Regions from separate parts of the Hordeum vulgare genome. Here region 1 is linked to region 2. Evidence: chromatin contacts called from public Hi-C data. All regions are on one chromosome and are shown on one strand. Each heading gives the region's core, a stretch centred on a gene start, on an enhancer-like site or on the middle of the called end of the contact. The rest is flanking DNA. Distances are from core to core; before and after follow the strand shown.

What was found. A called contact is a pair of places that touch in the nucleus more often than the background predicts.
Region 1: a contact with region 2 is called in a Hi-C map of leaf, with 1.9 times the contacts expected there. The contact joins two enhancer-like sites. A contact is called at or near these places in 3 of 6 Hi-C or Micro-C datasets (leaf and seedling).

Annotation. Positions count from the first base shown.
Region 1 is chr2H:521,929,400-521,937,006 of MorexV3_pseudomolecules_assembly, reverse strand. No RefSeq gene overlaps it. Among protein-coding and RNA genes, the nearest start is that of LOC123430410, 120 kb to the right of the region's middle. Within about 2 kb of position 5,911, at least 3 of the 3 cell types and tissues checked have open chromatin away from gene starts, as enhancers often do. A contact at or near this core is called in leaf, where this site is marked.
Region 2 is chr2H:521,803,998-521,810,762 of MorexV3_pseudomolecules_assembly, reverse strand. No RefSeq gene overlaps it. Among protein-coding and RNA genes, the nearest start is that of LOC123428592, 4.7 kb to the left of the region's middle. Within about 2 kb of position 1,867, at least 2 of the 3 cell types and tissues checked have open chromatin away from gene starts, as enhancers often do. A contact at or near this core is called in leaf, where this site is marked.

The sequences.
Region 1 (7,607 bases), core at 4,662-7,161, 120 kb before region 2:
CATGATCGTAATATTTTTGTAATATAGCTAGGTCATCGTTGTGTGACTCCTCAATATTCAAACAAAGACCTCGATCTTCCTCAAGAGCAATGTAAATATCCTCTATCTCATTGACATTGTCACGACCATGTCCCTCTAATTGAGAGATGGTTTCCTCGTGAGTCTCAATAAGATCACTAGCCTCACCTACTTGTTCCAAGAGAGCAACAAAATGCTAGGTTACCTTGTTGTATGCCTTGTGCATAAGGCACTTGGCAATACGGTTCTTGTTAGGGGAGTCAAACAGGGATGCCATGCTTGGAGAATAGGATGTAATGTCCACCGTGTCCATTGCCATTACTTTACCACTTGCATCATCATCATCATACTCATTGGAGAGCTACTCTTATTGAGCCACAAACACCTTTTGAGGCATCTTTTTGGAGAATTTATTCTTTTTGGGGAAGGACGTGGCTTTGTCTTTACGAATGATATTTCCACCATTGTCTTCCCTCTTCTCACACGGACAATCTGCCACAAAGTCACTTACATTGCCACAATTGTAGCAATTCCTCACACATTGCTTGCCCTTGGACCAGCTTGAGTTGTTCTTGGAGAAGTTGGGCCTTGAGTTTCTCTTGTTGTCCCAAAATTGCCTTGACCCAAGAGCCATGTTCTCGTGGTAAGCATATTTTGAAAGTGCGTTATATCGACTAGAGGGGGGTGAATAGGAGATTTTTAGAATTTCATCACTAAGGAATTCCTTTTGAGGAAATTCCTCACTGATGAATGACTTGCAGTGGAAACAGCAAAGGATCAGGGGTGTAAAGTATCACTACAACAGTTTTCAAGGTAAAGAATATGAAAATTAGTTTGCACAATATGCAGGCACACAGAAAGCAGGTGAGGATTAACTCGCGTGAAGAATTTGGGGTTGAGGAATTTCAGAGAAAGTCTTCAGCAAATTCTTCAAACAATGACAGTGAAAATCTTCAACATACAATATGAGGAATTGAAAGAGTTGAAGAAATAGAACGCGTTTCACAGTGAAGACAATGGTTGATGACCCAGTTCCAACTGTTGTGACAGTTGTACATCTGGTTTGGAGCGGCTTGGTATTGAAACCAAAAGACACACAGTCCCGGGACACACAATCCCTATCGTATTCTCCTTGAGCTAAGAATACACAGTCCTCGCCCAACACTCGTGGTAAGTCTTCAGGGCAGACTTCTAAACCCTCACAAACTTGGTCACCCGGCGATCCACAATTGAGTGCTGGATTGCTCTAGACCATGACGCCTAACCGTCTGGAGGATGCACAGTCCTCAAAGGTAAAAGGCTTCGGTTCCACACAGAAACAAGTTTGGTGATGCTCAATCACTTGGTTTTTGGTTTGTGGTTTGGTGTTTGGGGTATTTCCTCACTGATGATTTACTCTCGAAGACTCTGAGGAATTTGGGATGCTCTTATGACAAGTGTTAGTTTCTAATGGAGCAGCCAACCAGCTAATGGTTGTGGGGGCGTCTATTTATAGCCTGGGAGCATCCCAACATGATGTGACATTAATGCCCTTAAATAATATGACCGTTGGTGTGGATAAGATCGGTGATGTGGCGCGAATTGCGGCAACGGTCGGGACCCTCAACTGTGAGAGTCCTCATGTCTCTCATATTACTCACTTGAGGGTTTTGGTAGGGTTAGGCTTGGGATGAGCATCATGAGGAAATTCATTCCAAAGTGTTACCTCGACCCCCTTTAACAGTACGGTGTTCCTATTACTCAAGAGTGAAGAAAATAAAACAGAAAGGATAAATCTTCATGCTTCAAAGTCTTCAGATTGATTTTCTTGAGGACACACCGAATTCCTCATCTTCAATATCTTCATGAGGAATATCAATTTCATCGCAATTTCTTCGCGATTCAATTCTTCAACAGAAGACCAATTTCTTCAGCCGAAGATATACATTTTTAGGGGTCGATATTCATCGAATATTTCAAACTCCTCAACGACTTATATATCATGTGTACACTTACGAACACATTAGATACTTAACCTATAAGTCTTCAAACCACCAAAATCACTAAGGGGCACTAGATGCACTTACATATTTGGTGTCTTCGGGACAACCCTCCTCCTCGTCTTCTTCTTCTTCTTCTTCTTCTTCTTCCTCCGAAACCGCCTTCGCCTTAAAAGCAAGGTTGGTAGAGCCTTTTCTTGCCTGTTGGACACGATCTATAGCATTGTCGGTGGTCTTGTTCGATATGTTCATGGCAATGAATTCCTCCAACACATCACTTGAGGTCAAAGAATGAAAGTCCGGTCTTTGACCGATGAGGGGGGACATGGCCTTGTTGAATGGCATGATGGCCTTGAGAAACTTCCGCTTGATCCAATTGTCATCCACATCCTTGCTTCCTTGATCTTGAAGAGCAACGACGAGAGTTGTCACTCTCCGATAGAGTTCACGAGGGTCCACATCATCAAGCATCACAAATTCATCGGCCTCATCAAGAACCACCTCAAAGTTGGACCGTTGAATACTCAAGATTCCCTTGTACATGTAAACAATGTGTTCCCAACAATCCTTAGAACAAGTGAAAGGATGCAAGGAGCAAGATCTTCAATGGGGACAATCACTTGAAGAATGAACAAGGCGTAGTGGTTGAGTTGATTGCCGACCTCTTCTCTTGGAGTGAGGTTGCTTGGATCATCAGGATAGTACCCTTGCTCAATGATTCTCGAAAGTTGTGTTGAGATGGATTCAAATGAGACTTGATACGAAAAACCCAATTAGTAAAATTATTCTTAACAAGTTTAGGAGGAGGACCAAGGTTAATAATATGTGGTGGGTGAACTGGTCCTCCATAGACCACGGGAGGAGGAACCGAGGCATAGGTATCCATCTCGCTCATTCCTTGAGGCGACTTGATCTTATAAATACTAGCCCTCTCCTTATCGGAGTTGGCATACGATTCCGAAGTAGTTGTGTTAACCACTCGCAATGGATCGGTAGAGAGTTTGAGCCCTTCAAGGAAGTCTTTAAACATGAATTTGACCTCGGTCGTCGTAGAGGATTTAAGTAAGGAAATTTCCTCATTTAAATCCCCTTAGGAGACCGTGCTCACACCCATGGCCTCGGTTAAATCCACAACCCGATCCCCGTCGTTGACCATACTCTTTGGGTGGTGAAACCCTTACAAGGAGACGTAGCTGTGATACAAATTGTAAGGATCGATATGGTTGACTAGAGGGGGATGAATAGGCAACTACCAATTTTTAGCTTTTCTTCAACAAATTAAGTTTAGCAACAAATATATTGTCTATATATGCAACTAGGTGAGCATTGGCTAAGTAGCAGTCAATTTAAACATGGAGGTTTTATCTCCAGCAAGATTTGAAGCTGGTAAGATTTAAGATTAAGGATAAATTGAGTGGTTAGACGGTAATTTATAAATACATGACTCATGTATCTAGAGGAGGCATTGGTAAGTCTTGCCTAGAATATAGGTCTTTCTTTAGGCCTTTTTATACCCACCTCTCCTTTGTAACATACTTTCTTTTATTATACAATAAATACCATAGAATTATTGTTCTATGGTTTCGGGGCTCAAAAAATCAAGGGCATGTTTGGTTTGAAGCCTAAGGTTGTCACGCCTAACATTACTCATGTCACAACATCTTAGATATGTGTTTTGTTCATTGTCACACTTGTGAATTGTCACATTTTTCTACATGATTCACATGCCATAGATTCAACTTTGTACCAGAACTTACCATACTTATGATGACCATTTTGTTCGGGTCGCGATAACGCCCACACATCTCGGCGTTAAGGGGTCTTGCCACACGTCTCGTATGGTATCTAAGAAAACCAGCTGAGACGCCTATGTGTGGGCCAAACAGATAATGCCCACACGTCCGGCCTCCTGTCTCACGTCACTACATGCATGCATGTGGAAATCTTTTTGGATTTCCAGTTTTTAAAATGTTTTATCTCTTAAATGGAAAATCTGATTGAAAATCCGTTTTCACCATTAAATCCATCGCGATGAGATCTTCGAAACTAGATCTGATATCAATATGTTTCGATGACTTTTTTGGGTTAAAACTTGCCATGTCTGTTGCACATGAACTGCCATGGTGTTTACATTGAAATTGCCATGATATGTTTCAGCTATTTTTTCTTTTACCTTTAAAACTAAATTTTGACATATTATAAAATGGGGAATTAAGAAACTAGACTTGCCATGAACCATAAACTAAAATTTCCATGATGAATTACCATGGTCAATTAATAAAAATTGTCGTAAAAATAGTTGAAAATATAGCGGTAGCTTGGAAAAATAGGTAAAACATGTTATGGCAACTTTAATGTAAACACTATAGCAATTATAGTACAAACATTATGGCAACTTTTGGTCAATTTGTTTTTCATCGATCATGGTAAAAATTCTAAAATTACCATGATCTATAAACTAAATTTGCCATGAGGGATTACTAAACATTGCCACGATCCATGTATTAAATTTGTCGTGGTTAATTACTAAAAGTTATCATGGTCAATTAATAAAAATTATCAAAAAAAGTAGTTGGAAATATAACGATAGCTTTAAATCTATAAAAAAAAGTAGATATAACATGTCATGGCAACTGTAGTGTAAACACTATGACAACTACAGTGTAACATCATCTCAACTATAATGTAACATCATGGCAACTTTTATCCGAATTTTTTTTCATCGAAACATATCAACATGAGATCTAGCTTTGAAGATCTCGTCGAGACGGATTTAATGGTGAAAACGGATTTATAACTGTTTTTTTAATTAGGAGATAAATCATTTTTAAGACGAACATAAAAAAAATTATGCTAAGAGAGAAACGAGCGTGCGAGCGAAGTGGTTAAATGACCACATCAACCCAGTCCTACATGACAAGTAAATTCAGATATCTGTTGCCAAGATTGGTGCAACAGTAAACGAACGGTAAACCTGGGTGGTTTGCAAAGGTCCACACGTGTGAGCGTTATTTTTTAGGTTTTGTTAATAATACTTTTTGTGCAGCTGTACTTTATTTAAGGTTAGTTATGATAAAATTAGCCATAAACCAAACATACCCAAGTATACTCTCAGTTTGTGCCGAGAATGGCTGCCCGACGGCGAATGATCGATCAACATGATTTGAAACAAGGGCGCGTAGGGCCGGCGTCGACTGCACATGACATGTTGGAACCTGTCCCCTGACATTTGGGTGATCTTCACCGACCGTGGAAGCGACGGGCACATGGGACAACAGCAGCTTTTGGCGCTGGGACTGTAGGATTATCCGGCGCGATCTGGGAGCAGAGACCACGACCATTACCCGTTCATGGACAGCACACGAACGAACTACTACGAGCCTACGACCCATGAGAAACCCGGCAGCACACGCGCACCTTGATTCAGGTGAACGTTCGTGGATTCGGCACCTGAACCTGATACTCGGAACATGCTTCTTCTCAGCTTCGCTTTGAATTAACAAGTCCGAGGCAAAAGCAGGCTGGCACATCATCCTGCTCGCAACAAAAAGGGTGGAGGAAGATTCGCCGGCATGTGCGAGCCGCCGCCCAGGCCAGCCGATGTTCTCGAAGATTTTGCCGCGAAGAAAGCGCCGGAAGGAAAAAAAGGTCCGGCCATCATCGCAAGGAGGCGATGGTATCATCCGCGACGGAAAGGCTTCTTCCCCTTCCCCAGCACATGGAAAGATCCCATCAATCGTCCGGGAACCCCTAGCCGTAGGCAGAGGCACCTCCGTTTTCCCTCTCCCCTGTTATCATTTCCTCGTGTCAACTAGTAGTACCAGCTATGCGATCGATGTTGCTAGCCGCTGCATCATACGGTTCCTTCTTTCGGGTGCACTGCGACGAAGTGCTCCTCCTGCCGCACAACATGGTCACCACCGGCACAGAAAGTGAAATGATGTACAGTAGCGGCTCTTTGTGCGGGTGGACCACTCATCGGCGCACAAAGCGCGCCGGCCCATCCGGTGTCGCGTCGTGGGTACGACGTGTTGCTTTGGGGTTTGGTAAATGAGTACGTGGGAACATAAATGGGTCTTGATTTGTATTACTACTCCCTCTGTAAAGAATTATAAAAACTAAACTAGCAAAAGAACCAGTGCGTTGCAATGGAAAAAAATAATGCCATACATTTTTAATTAAAGAATTTAGAAAAAGAAATTAAAGAAAAAAAAAAGAGTAGTAGTGCACAACCCATTAGCCGTGCCAAGGCCCAGCCTTACCCACTCCTAAATCCCCTGACCTAGCCCTGTCAGCCCAGATGCGTTTCTCTTATCCAATGCCATAGGGGGCTCTCTGCAAAAATGAAACGTTTTCTTGTTTGTAACACATAAAAAGGTACTGCGGGTTTAATTACCTAAAAGACAGGGGCTTTTTTAAAGAACGGCAGCGGTGGGTTTTCCGACGGAAGCAATAGCCTCTTTATTATTAGATATAAAAATATTTAGATCACTATTTTAATAATTAAAATGTTTTTGTATTTCTTTACGGAGGAAGCATGAGATATGTCTATGTATTGCAACAGAAAAAATAGATTGATGTGCATGTGCAAACGCAACACCATGTGCTTCGCCACAAAGAGAACTCTTATCCTACAAAATGACCAAATGTGGGAACCATGTTATACTTTCTTTGTATGGTATTATTAGACTGGTGGATCACTTAGTCTCAACCGAACAATATGACAAAACAAGTCTTGGCATCGATGACAAGGATGTGAGGTTACACATGTTTTGCCCTTATATAGTTCTAGACCGAACACGTTCGAACTAACACAACACCCCATGCTTCGACACTAAAAAAACGCTAATTGCTTCAGCATGCAGTACAACATCCGGATGATGCCATCGTCGACAGGCAGGGTGCCAATGGCAAGGATGCAAGGCACACATATTTTGCCCTTATATAGTTCACACATTGAGGCTCAAACATCCCCGCAATCCCTTCAATAATCCAATTTTGCATCTCATTCCTCTTAATCATCCAATTTTCTTGTATCCCATAATAATTTCGAATCCGTCAATCCTTTCATAGCCCACAATTTACTTTCATAAGGTATGTATGGAACGGCATGCACCTTCTAGCCAGCTTCTTACCATGGTCACTCACGGAGATATTTAAACAGCATGAGGTGGGATTATTTTCTTCTTTTATGATATCGCACGTATATATAAATATATAAACTATACTTGTGTAATATTTACACAATACTTGTTTGCCCCCGTGGCTAGAGCTTGCTGCCCCTGGGGGGAGGGGGGGTTGTTCGGTGATAAAAAACAATAGCCACTTTATTAGTATGTATAGATAGATATAGAAATCTATATCTATACATACCTAATAATAATAAAGAATGGATAGTTCCTCATCGTGCATCACGTCATTTTGTGAATAATCTCCTTAGTTTTCTGTAAACTAACTTGCAGTACATGTTTAAGTCACATCCAAACCATTTTTCAACACGTCATCTATATTTAAGTCAACTGAACTGTTTTTTTGTTTTAACAGAAAACCCCTTGACGTTTCGGTTAATCCCTGCACAGTTTATGTAACATAGAATTACCCATATCTTCT
Region 2 (6,765 bases), core at 618-3,117:
GTATAGCATATAATATATATTTAACTACTAGGAAAAGGGCCCGTGCGTTGCAACAGAAGAAAATAATAACACACGTTCTTAATTTTTTAAAAGAAAAAGGTTTATAATCTGACTATTTGTAGCTACGTCTCTAACAAAGATCATCTTATACTATAAAAATGCAGTTCAAGATCCATGGATTTTTTAAACACGGCTTGCATGTTGATTTAATACGTACAAAGAAACGGGTAAGTGATCCTCAATTTTTATCTTCAATCCTAATTTTGCTGAGATGTTCATCCACAATCCGGATCAATACCGGTATGAAAGAAAGAGAGATAATGCATTATTGATTAGGATTGCATCCAAGATAGTACTTTTTTTAATGGTTAACGGGTAAAATAACATCATATTCATATTCTACATAGTTTTCTAATTAAATTTCATATATAAAATGTTAAATTTAAAGTTACAATTTAGAAGATATGAGTGTTTTTAAAAACATTTGATATGTATTGCGGGTTTAATGTCAACAACATGAGGGGGTTTTCTATGAGCCAGCCAGTGCACGCCACACTTGTTATTGTGTAACACAATGGGATTTTTAAAACTCTAGCAACTAATCTCGTCGATCACAAACTACTCCCAACCCCTAGGCATATAAACACTTCTCAAGAACTAAGTAAAACCTAAACCTAAAAGACTTAACCGCTCAAATTCTAAAGATATTTAGATCAATCTTATGGAGAACTACTAAAATAGACCACATGACAGTATGAAAATAATAATCATTATTAGCACAATTTCAAACAATATGAAAATCAATATTAAACCACTGGTGCATAAACCTCATATCAACAGTTTAGTGTCCATCGATTTCGCAAAATGAATCTCTTTTTGCCTGGTTTTTATTTTTTATTATCTTATGTTTTTATGTTTTCTTTTCGGTTTCACATTTTCTCTTAGTTTTTCTATTTACTTTTTTACTTATTTCTTTTTCATTTTCCTAAATTCTTCCAAATTTTTGAATAATGAAAATTTGTCTGATCCACAATTCATTTTTGAAATAACGAACATTATTAGAAATCGTAACATTTTTTAAATTCATTTTTTTTAAATGTCCGAATTTTCTGAATAACAAACATTGTATGATTTCATGAACAATTTTCTAGAACTCACAACTTTTAAAATTTGGATTTTTGAGAAATTACGAAATAATTTAAAGATAGGAAAAATAAAAAAAATAATGAGAAATAAAGACATAAAAATAAAGATAAAAACATGGACCGGCCATTAAACATAATGGAAAGGAGGATGTGCATTCTAGTTGTAATAAAAAGAAAAAGGAGAGACTGAAAAAAAGCTGCATGATCCACGGATCGAACCCGGGTCTGCTCTCAAGCAGCATGCGGCTTCAGCCACTGCGCTACGCATGCCTTTGTAACATTTTCTTGTCCAAAGTTATAAGAACGAAACCTCACGGCGATTTCGACAGGAGAGAAAATCTGAATCGTTTTCTTATCTTGTGGATGGTATGGTGGGTAATTTAGTGCAACTTTAGGGGTAAAAATTATGACGTATGACAGAAGCAATATCTGTTTTATTATTAGGGGAAGATAGTTAAATTAACAATCTAGAACTACGCGCATGCCCTATACACTTGGACGGAGGTAGTACATAATTTAGTTTGGCAGATGACTCGATTTTATGGATAAAAATAAACTAGACAAAGTATACGAGATTAAACATGCTGACACCCGTAGAACCATTGAAATATGAGACATAATTTCACTACCGACGAATTTTCAGCACTCGTTCACCGTCTTCTTTGCGTGCGACATGCCCACGTAGGCCTGCACCATCGCTCTCTGTTTTTTCTTGTCTTCAACGAACAGTCCAACCACATCTTCTCCACCTAGCCTCGTCTCTTACCTACAGACACTTTCATAGATGTGTTGTTCCTTTATTCACACCCTTCTTTTTCTCCTCCCTCCTCCCTTTTTTCTTTCCTCAACAAGGCGTGCAACAACAGTTTTTGCAACAAAGATGATGTTGCAATGGGGACTGCTACACGATGTCATTTTCTACAACATGGTCTTTGTTGCAAAAAAAAATGCAACACGAGTCTTGATGCAGAACTACGGATAAGAGGCCGTAGATGTTGTTGTAAATTCTGCAACAAGAGTCTTGTTGTAAAAATACAGAGAAGAAGTTGGAGATGTTGTAATAAATTTTCCAAGCAGGATTTTCTTGCACGAATGAGGTTTGCAACAAGGGTCTTGTTGCAGGAAAATAAAGAAGAAATTTTGCAACAAGGATCTTGTTTCTGAAACTGGACCGTTGTTTCAGACTGTATTTGGTGAGGGATGGCGACCCAGCTGGTAGATCGGATGCTGCGTGCGCATATATCGAACTGCTAGTCGGGTGGTGGATATTTGCTACGGATCGACCGGTAGAAGCCTAGCAGCTCCCTTAAAATACTCAGTAAAACTCAAGGTATAATGAAAACTTCTAAAAATGCCGCTTCTCAATATCTTTTTTGCATCCTCATATTTTTTTTCAAAATTTTGGCGGCAAACTGACATACATATTTGCACAAGCTGAAATGACCTAAAATATATAAAAATTACTACCCCCATCCCTAAATATAAGTCTTTTTAGGGACTTTATTAGGAGACTACGTACCGAGCAAAATGAATGAATCCACATTTTAATATATATCTATATCCATCCGTATATAATTCCCTAGTGAAACCTTTTTCTAAAGATCCGGCGATGGCCGGCTTGTATTAAAATAGCAGGAAGCACATGGAGAAGAAATACATCAAAGGGTGGGTGGTGATCAATGGATCAAGGATGTAAGAGGAAGAACAACAAAAAAAGAGGGATGAGGTAGCTAGCCGGCTCTCATGGTGGTTCCCCAAAAGGGTGCTCTAGATGTATTGCGCCTGCGTCGCGCCACAGTCTAAGGGTTCTGTTGATTTCCTCCTTGATGTCTTGGGCTTGCCCCTTCTTGTTTCTCAAAGTGCATTCGTTTCTCTCCTTCCACATCGCAGCAAGAATTATGATGACCATAGTTTTGATCGCCTTGTTGTGCTCTGCCGGTGCATTGCTTATCATTTTGGATATGATAACTGCTGACTTGTTGCTGCCTTGTTGTGCTCTGCCGGTGCATTGCTTATCATTTTGGATATGATAACTGCTGACTTGCTGCTGCATGACCAATTGGTTGGGTGGAGGGAATTGCAGCCGACATACACTGCCACCTGCGACCACACTGCTAATGCTATCGGGCATTGCCAGAACAAGTGCACTGATGACTCAAGGTTTCTCACGCACAGTTGGCAGAAATAGTTGTTTGCCCAGCCTCTTCTTTGTAGACGATCATTACACCATAACCTATCCTTAAGGAGCAGCCATGCGAAAAACTTGAGCTTTGCCGGTGCCCAGGTGGCCCATATAAGCCGACGGAAGTCTGAGTTATAAAACCCCTGGAATTGGGCTTTATACGCCGAGCCGGCAGAGTATACACCTGAAGCTTCGTGTATCCAGCGGATAGAGTCGCTTATTTGCTCTTGCAGCTGGATATTCTTGTTTTGAATCCATCTATTCAACTTGATCGCTTCTTCCCATATGCTGGCGGTGTCACCATGTGCGAGATCTGCAATCCAATTGTTATTCTGTAGTGCCTCCTTGACAGTCCTATTTTTTCTGTGGGTGTGGCTGAAGAGATTTGGGAAAGCCGACTTTAGGTTTCCCGAGCCTGTCCAGGGGCAATTCCAAAACGAAGCCCGTTCACCATTCCCTAGTGTAACTAACGTAGAGGCGTTGAACAAGGCTTTGTCGTCATTATCACATGGGAGTTGCATGCCATTCCATGGTCTATCGTGGGTCGTCCAGGATAGCCATAGCCAGCATAGTCGGAGAGCTCTGGTGAAACGTGTCATGTCTAGGATTCCGAGACCTCCATTTTCTATTGGGCAACATACCCCTTGCCAACCTACTTTGCATTTTCCCCCAGAAACCTCCTCGTGTTGTCCCCATAGGAATCGGTGGCGGGCCTTGTCGATCTCTAGAAGAAATTTTTTTGGTACCCGCAGCACAGATAGGGCAAAAGTGGGCAAAGATGTTAGGACATTCCTAACCATAACTCTTCTACCGGCTATTGTGAGGAGTCTCCCTTTCCATCCAGCGAGCCTGAAACCGAATTCTATCTAAGATGAACTGGATGTGGACGAGGCACAGCCGCGAGAGCGTGAGGGGGAGGCCTAGGTATCTTACAGGGAAATCTATTGTCTGTCCCCCAAAACTACGTAGAACCTCGTGAAGGTCGATTCCTTCACAGCGAATGGTCGTTGCCATCGATTTCACTGGGTTAATACGTAGCCCCGTCGCGTTCCCGAAGTCATGAAGGATGTCAAGTAGCGAGTCTATCTCTTGTCTGGCCGGTGTAGCAAAAATAACAGCATCGTCAGCATAAAGGCTGACCCTAAGGGGGATTTGTCTACCCGGCAGCGGAGCTAGCATTTGCATATCTGTCGCCCGTGCTAGTAGTCTGTGAAGAGGGTCGATGGCTATGATAAAGAGAAGAAGCGATAGTGGATCTCCCTGGTGCAACCCCTTGCGATGGCAGATATGGCCCCCAGGGATTCCATTGAGCATGAATGACGATGACGAGGTTCTGAGCAGCAGGGCGATCCAGTCACGCCATCGGGCTGGGAATCCTAGCACTTGCAGCAGCTCTAGTAGGTATTCCCAGGAGACGTTGTCAAATGCTTTTGCAATGTCTAGCTTGAGTAGTAGTGCCGGTATCCTCTGTCGGTATAGTCTTGTAATCACATTTTGCACATAGAGGTAGCTATCTTGCGTGGACTTCGAGCGTAAGAATGCGGACTGTGCCGGAGAGATGATGTCTGTTATCACCGTAGATAGTCGAAGTGAGAGGACTTTTGTGACTAGTTTGGCGAAGGAGTGTTTCAAACTGATTGGCCTGAAGTCCTGAATCTTTGTTGCTCCATCTTTTTTTGGGATGAGAATCACCGTTGCTGTGTTTAAACTACTGAAGTCTCCTCTTGCCAGATGATAGAAACTATTAAAAGCTAACATGACGTCGGCTTTGATATGCTGCCAACAGCTTTTGAAAAACATTCCTATGTAGCCATCCGGACCCGGCGCCTTTTCTAAAGGAGAAGCTTTTATCGCATCCCATATCTCCGACTCGGAGAAGTGGTTGTCTAGCCCTGAATTTTGTAGAGAGGGCATGCCGAGTGAAGTCCAATCAATGCCTGTGAGGCGGTCCGCTTTGGTTCCTAAGCTGGCGTTGAAGTGGCTGTAGATGAGTGCCTCTTTTTGCTCGTGCGATGTTGCAATCTCATTTGTACTCTGAAGGCTGTGGATGAAGTTCTTTTGTCTACGGGATCTCATTTTAGCGTGGAAATTTTTTGTTCCAGCGTCTCCTACACGTATCCAAGTTAGCTTGGAAGCTTGCCGTCTCCTTGCACGCTCGATCGCTGACAGTCCCACCAGTCGTAGCTTTAGTAGCTTACGGAGGTTGAACTCAGCGTCCGACAGGCGCCGCGATTCCTGTGCTACATCAAATCGAAGTATCAGCTCAGGTGCTATGTAGAATTGAATTTTCGCATTGCTAAGAAAAGCCTTGCTCCAGATTCTAAGGTCGCGCGCAGCTTGCCCTAGCTTGATGTGTAGTCGCTGGAAAGCGGATGTTGCTTGTACCGGTCTACTCCAAGCCGCCATGACCGTTTCGTGAAAACGGGGGAGGTTTGGCCAGAAGCTTTCGAACTTAAACATGGCCGGCCTAGGCGAGGAAGCTGTGTCGGCGAGGAGTAGTGGGAAATGGTCGGATGTAGCCGTAGATTCCGCTAAAAGGGAGGCACAGGGAAAAAGTTGTTCCCAGGCCTGGTTGCAAAAGAATTTATCTATGCTGGCCATGGTTGGGTCACGACGTTCATTGCTCCAAGTGAAGCGCCTATTTTTGCATTTGATCTCTTTGAGACCCGCTGTGTCGATTGCTGATCTAAATCTGCCCATCAGCCTACGGTTCAGGTTTAAGTTACTCTTATCCCTAGCTTCGTAGATGAGGTTGAAGTCTCCATTGATCAGCCATGGCTCCGCTAACGGGGGTGCGGAGAGGGTGATTTCTCGGAGGAAATCTTCCTTTCTGGCGTCATCCGTTGGACCATAGACAGATGTGATCCAGAAGCTATTGAGCTGCCCTAGAAGTTTTACTTTTGATGTGATTGCATAGATTCCTACAACATGAGATTCTACCGTAGCTAGGTTCCTGTTCCAGAGTATCGCCGCCCCGCCACTTGCCCCGATAGACGGCAACACTATGCAATCAGCTAGGGATTGCCCCCCCCCCCCCAATTTCCCTAATAATTGTTGGTGTCCAATCCGTGATCTTAGTTTCTTGAAGGCAGAGAATTGCAACGCGGTGTGCTGAAGCCACCTCACAAATGGCCGCTCTCTTGACTGGGTTGTTAAGTCCCCGGACGTTCCATGACATAATTGGAAGAAGGTTGTCATTCATTTGGAGACAGTAACAAACTCCAATGGCTAAATTTACTAGATGGCCTCTGGCCCAAGCACAACACCGCTGCTACCACACAAGGGGGGCGCCGACGTCCACCAATATGCCCCAGAATACGTCGACGATGATGATCTCTACCACTAACTTTACACATGAAACTAAAATCTAACTCAGACCAGCTACTAGCCGACCGCCATTGGAGCTATGGGAAAGCTAACATACTAAACATCGGCCTC